Regions from separate parts of the Gossypium hirsutum genome. Here region 2 is linked to region 1. A link is a contact called in public Hi-C data. All regions are on one chromosome and are shown on one strand. The core of a region is the stretch at or near the end of the contact, and the rest is flanking DNA. Distances in the headings are between cores, read along the strand shown.

The links. Hi-C and Micro-C count contacts between places; a contact is called where the count stands out from the background.
Region 2: a contact with region 1 is called in a Hi-C map of leaf, with 2.5 times the contacts expected there. The contact joins the promoter of LOC107922067 here to the enhancer-like site in region 1. A contact is called at or near these places in 11 of 34 Hi-C or Micro-C datasets (callus, leaf, petal and 1 more).

Annotation. Positions count from the first base shown.
Region 1 is chrD01:17,869,826-17,873,036 of Gossypium_hirsutum_v2.1, forward strand. No RefSeq gene overlaps it. Among protein-coding and RNA genes, the nearest start is that of LOC121213895, 3.7 kb to the left of the region's middle. Within about 2 kb of position 1,561, at least 6 of the 9 cell types and tissues checked have an H3K27ac peak or open chromatin away from gene starts, as enhancers often do.
Region 2 is chrD01:17,971,504-17,974,590 of Gossypium_hirsutum_v2.1, forward strand. LOC107922067 (probable methyltransferase At1g29790) reads right to left here and starts at 1,814. Exons shown (of 1, transcript XM_016851899.2): 1 at 42-1,814. The coding sequence starts at 1,596. The coding sequence ends at 334.

The DNA.
Region 1 (3,211 bases), core at 311-2,810:
TCAACAAGTCATATTGATGTGCTGGTCAAAGAAGAAGGTGTTCATGAAGATTGGAGATTCACAGGGTTTTATGGCTCACCCTACTCACAAAATAAAAATACCTCATAGGGTTTACTAAAGATCTTGGGACAGGAGCGAGAGTATCATTGGTTAGTGAGTGGAGATTTTAATGAAATATCTTATTCATTTGAAAAAAAGGGAGGTCAACCGAGGGAGGAAAGGAAGATGGCAGCGTTTCGGGAAGTTCTCCAAGACTGTGACCTTTTAGATATGGGATATTCAGGAATATGGTATACATTGGAAATAGGGAATCTACCAGAGACGAACATTAGAGAAAGATTGGATAGGGGTGTTGCGAATGAAAAATGGATGGACTTATTTCCAACGGGCAATATTCATCATTTAACGTCCACCTTTTCGGATCATTGTCCTCTCCTAATAAGCACAACTAATGCAAGCAGATTCAAGACAATTCCAAGTTTCAAGTTTGAAGCTTGGTGGACCACAGAGGAATCAATAGAAAAAGAAATTCGAAAATCCTTAAAGTCATCAAATGGATCGGTTCTGGAGAAGCTTGAGAACTTACAGATTAGCTTATCAAAATGGGCAAAATTCATAAAGAAGAAACGAAAGGGGCTGACGGATAAAATTACAAAAGAGCTTGAAGATTTAATGAAGAAGGAACTTGATGAAGATGTTATGAGCCAGATTATTAACAAAAGAATCGATTTGAGTATGGAGACCGATAAGGAGGAGATGTATTGGGAACAGAGAGCAATAGCTAATTGGCTGAAGTTAAGAGATAAGAACACGACATTTTTTCATAATTATGCATCAATACGGAGAAGAATTAATACAATCAGTAGGCTTGATAGTGATGATGGAAAAGGAATCAATGAGGAATCAAAAATTAATGAGATGGCTAAGCAGTATTTTCAGAAGCTTTTTTCGACTACTGGCGTTAGAGATTCTTCCCACCTTTTAACAGGTATTCAAAACAGTATCTCTTCGGATATCAACACAGCCCTCTTGGAAAAGTTTACGACAGAGGAGATTTATATAACAGTAAAGGGAATGGGTTCTACAAAAGTTCCAGGTTATGATAGATTTTCGGCTTTATTTTTTCAAAAATACTGGGGTATTGTGGGTGAAGATATTGGGAATTTCTATTTGGAAGTTTTGAACAACGGAAAAGATGTGAAAGGGCTAAACCTAACTAAGATCACTCTTATTCTGAAGAATTCCAATCCTACGAACCTTGTCGACTTTAGACCAATTAGTTTGTGCACAGATTTATATAAAATTATAGCCAAAGCTATTGCCAATCGTCTCCAGGAAGTCATTAGAAGATGTATTGATAGTGCTCAAAGTGCATTTGTCCCAGGGAGGCTTATTTCAGATAATGTTTTGATAGCCTATGAAATTCTACATACACTTCGGCAAAAACGCAAGGGGAAAAAGGGATTCATGGCGATTAAGCTGGACATGAGTAAAGCCTACGATAGAGTTGAATGGGTTTTCTTGAAGGAAGTTATGATGAGGATGGGATTTGCGAAGGAATGGGTGGTATTAATAATGAGATGTATTTCTACAGTCTCTTATGTTGTGACCACAAATGGGAGGAGTGGTAGAGTTTTTAAACCAACCAGAGGACTCCGACAAGGTGACCCACTTAGCCCTTTTCTTTTCTCATTTGCAGTGAAGGTTTATCGTCCTTAATCAGGAATGCCACAAGAGAGGGGTTGATTAAAGGGGTGAGAGCTAGCAGAAGAGGCCCGACAATCTCACACTTGTTATTTGCAGATGATTCCATTTTGTTTGGTGAAGCCACCGAAAGTAGTGCAAGGAACCTAAAAGCTATTTTGAAAGAGTATGAGACTTGTTCTGGTCAATGCGTTAATTTTAATAAGTCCATGATCTTTTTTTAGTTCGAATTTAGAGGAGGGTGATAAAGGAAGTATATCGGCTGAAATGGGAATAGGATGCTCGACTAACATGGAGAAATATCTAGGACTGCCAAACATAGTAGGTCGGAAGAAAAAGGAATCTTCTCAGATTCTCAAAGACAGAGTAAAGCAAAGGATCAAAAATTGGAGCACTCGTTTCTTATCTCAAGGGGGTAGAGAGGTTTTCATTAAATCAGTACTTCAAGCAATTCCTACTTACGTAATGACATGTTTCCTACTACCAAAGTCGCTTTGTGGTGAGTTGGACAATTTATTTGCTAGATTTTGGTGGCAGGAAGGAAAAGGAAAGAAAAGAATTCACTGGTGTCAATGGGAATATATGTGTAGGCCTAAAGAGGAGGGTGGTATGGGTTTTCGAAATATGGCACATTTCAATATAGCACTACTGGCTAAGCAAGGGTGGAGGATTATGAATAATCAGAATGCTCTCGTAACGCAAGTATTCAAAGCTAAGTATCTCCAAGATAATCATTTCTTAAATTCCCGTTTAGGAAATTCATGTTCTTATGTTTGGAAAAGCATTTGGGCAGCCAAAGACTTATTGACAAAAGGGCACTGTTGGAAGGTGGGAATGGGTACTAATATTTCTATCAATGATGCTTGGATTCCAGATTCAGTTAACTTTAGATTATTATCAGAAATTAATTCTATGCGCGATGCTAAAGTTGATGAGTTGATTGACAGTCATTACAGAAGTTGGAAAAAAGAGTTGATTACCAGTACCTTTTCGGAAGATGATGCCACCAAAATCCTCAGAATTCCTCTGGCACAAACACCGCATGAAGACTTTCTTATCTGGGGTGGCGAACGGTCGGGTGAATTCACGGTCAGAAGCGCCTATCAACTATTACAAATATTGACTAAAAGTCTTAGAACTTATGCTTTACAGACCATCTATAGGAATTTTTACAAAAAACTTTGGAGCCTAAATCTACTGACTAAAATAAAGGTCACAATATGGAAGTTATCTTGGAATTATCTGCCTACAAAGGTGAATTTACAGCACCGGAAGTTAGCAGTCAATCCAAGCTGTCCCCGATGTGGAGAAGGAGCTGAAACAATGAACCATTTATTTCGCGAATGCCGTGTTACAATGGAGGTATGGAGAGCATTATCGTTCCAGAACATTTTGATGAATCAATGTGAGGATTTTTTACAGTGGATCACCTGGGTAGTAGAGGAGCTCAGCCTTTATCAAAGTTGAATATTCTGTTGTGCACTTTGGGCTATATGGGGAGATAGAA
Region 2 (3,087 bases), core at 564-3,063, 100 kb after region 1:
TTCAAGCATACAGTTGGAATCATGAAATTCAACCATTCAGATACAACTAAATATCATATGACTATCATAAAAACAACTTCAAGAATACAATATGAAAATTCCATTCCCCAATAGTTCTTTTCTTAATAATAACAAACATGAGCTAAAGTCCAGAGATTTTACGGGGAAAAAGGTTTTAGATTACAGAAGAGAGGCCATTGCAAGTCAGGAAAGGAAACAATTGCAGCTTTATTCCACCTTAGAATAAATGGATTTGCACAAGTTGTGTGGATGAAGGTAGAAATCTGAACAAAAAATTCCAACATCCACCATTTTCCGGGAAATCTTGGGTCATCAGATTCTTACAGGCTTCTGTAGAACAGCAGATAGATAAACTTGAGGTTTTCCAGAGCCAGCAGCATCAGTTTTCTCTCCTACAACCCATTTCAGCTTCTTGTACCCAAATCTTTCTATCAAACGAGTTAAAGCTCTCTTCTTTTCATCATCAGAACAATAAAAATTATCTAACCAAAATAAGCCACCTGCCCTTAATATACGATCTAAATCAAACATCAAGAACTCCAATTTTTCTGGCTTACCTTCAACATCTAACCCACTTGTGGCATGAACCAAATCAAACACATTATCATAAAAAGGGAACCTATGGTCCAAGCTCAAGAACAAGGGGAAAAGGCCTCTTGCAGCAATGAATTCACTATGTGGTGCATCAACATTCAAGGTGTTAGTAATCACAGTCACATTCCTCTCAGCCATTCTAGCAGCAAAATTCCCAGAACCACCTCCAATATCAAATCCAATTCTAATCCCACCACTCCCCAGAGCTAACACATCATCCATAACAAAATCATTCTTGCTTCTAGCCTTGACATATTTTTGAGTCTCATATCCGTTAGTCAAATTAAAGCAACCAACACAATCCCTACTCAATTTTTTACTATTCAAACAGTTGAAATTCTTGCAACCAAGACCACTCCAAGTAACGATCTTATCACTAACAGGTTTCCATAGAGAAACAGGTAAAGAAGTAAGACCTGGCTTAGGAACAGTCTTGGCAAAGCACCTCCTTCTCGGCAAAGGCTCACATCCCTTCAAGATTAGCTTTTGCGCAAGACTCCAGTCATCAGGACAAGGTCCAGAAACCTTGTAACTCATGTACTGGGACAACAAATCAGCAGATTTCTCACAAGAATGTCCCACAGAAGCCACCATCTCAGTGATCCCAGTTCTGGAATCCTTCCCCAAAGGAAGCTGATGATGTTGCAAAAACAACTTGAGCTCAGTAGCAAGATTGGGTCTTGAAAGATCAAGTGTGTCATAACCAAGGAGCTCTTTTTCCATTTGAGCAAGCTTCCTCTGAGAAGAATCGATCTCTTTTATAATCAAAGAGACATGTTGAGAGATCAGAGAGATGTTTCTGTGAGGATGGTGAAATGGGTTGTCTAAGTGTTGTTTTGGTGAAAACGTGAAGGCATATAAAGCAAAGAGATTGGTTGTAATAACTGAGAAAAGCATGAGAATGTTAACAGCTGAAGAACAAAGGGTTGCTCTCTTGAATCTAGCTGTTCCATCTCCAGTTTTCAGTGAAACCGAACCCATATCTTGCCTTTGCTTTTCTTTTCCTACCTCTTTGCTTCTATGCTAGAGAGTGAAGCCTAAAGCAAGAGTTGGGAAATAAATAAAAATGGGGTTTTTTAATCTTTTTGCGACTTAGATTTGTGAACTGGAAACAAGTTGAGATTAAAAAAAAAAAAAGACCATCTTTTTTATTACCACCTGTGCAAGGAAATTATGGATTTAAGACACTAACTCTGTGGAAAGCGAGTCTGTCGGTTGGCTTGGGTTTATTATAAAGATCAAATCTATAAAGTAAGCTATATCAACGGCTCCTAATTAGTTAGTATAAGAAATTGATAATATAGAGGTAATTTTTATCCGTACACGTGGCAGCATCAAGACAAAGAAAACATACCAGTAAAGCTACATAAAAATCTAATGGGCAATGGGCATCCTCGGTAGAGCTGGCAAACGGACCGATTTAGATGGGTTTATTTAGGACTAGAGTAGTTGGGATTTGGGTTTGGATAGAGCTAGGGGGGCTTTTACGGATTTAGATAATTTTAAATTTTTATAAATTTTAAATATTTAAATTTTAAATATAACAATTTATTCTACTTTTATATAATCACAACATAATTTAATTCTTATGAAAAATATAATTATATATATTTAATAAATTTATTTTATATAAAATAATTAAAGTGATTATTAAATGTAAAATTTATTATTTTATGATATTATATGAATTGACAAAAATATCTTTTATTGTTCATTATTATATTATCGACAATTGAATAGCCTTTTATCTTTTTTGTTAAATTTAAGCTAACACTCATATTTTAAAATATTTATTCCAAATCTCAAATATATTATATTAAACCCAAATTCAAATAATAAACTCTAAACTAATTATAGCCTAAATCTCAAGTCCAAAATAAAAAGAAATTAAATTCAATACCTAAACACAATTTAAAAAATAATATATTGTAATAATATTTTATGTGGTGGTAGTTATAATTATAAACTATACAAAATTACATATAACTATTGGTACTATATCTTTTATTATAATCTATAATATAATAATACTTATAAAATATATCATTTTATTATATAATACTATATCACATACTATAATAGTAGAGTAGTACACAATATATGAATTATTATCATATATTATTGTTTATCATACTGATAGAAATATGTTCTAAGTTTCTATACTTTTCCTACATTCGAAAGTTAACCAGCCTACTATATTGTATAATGTTATATCATATCATATAGTTTATAATATATTAATAGTTTATATATGCATCAATGATTAAAATTATAATATTATGTAATATTATATCTTTTATCATAATCTATAATATAATAGTTATATATAATAGTAGTACATTATTATTAAATATTATTGTTCATTATTATAATAGTTGAAATATGCTCTAAACCCCTATATTTTTCATACATTTAAAAGTTAGTCTTTCTACTATTTTATATAATGCTATATCATATCATATATTAATAATT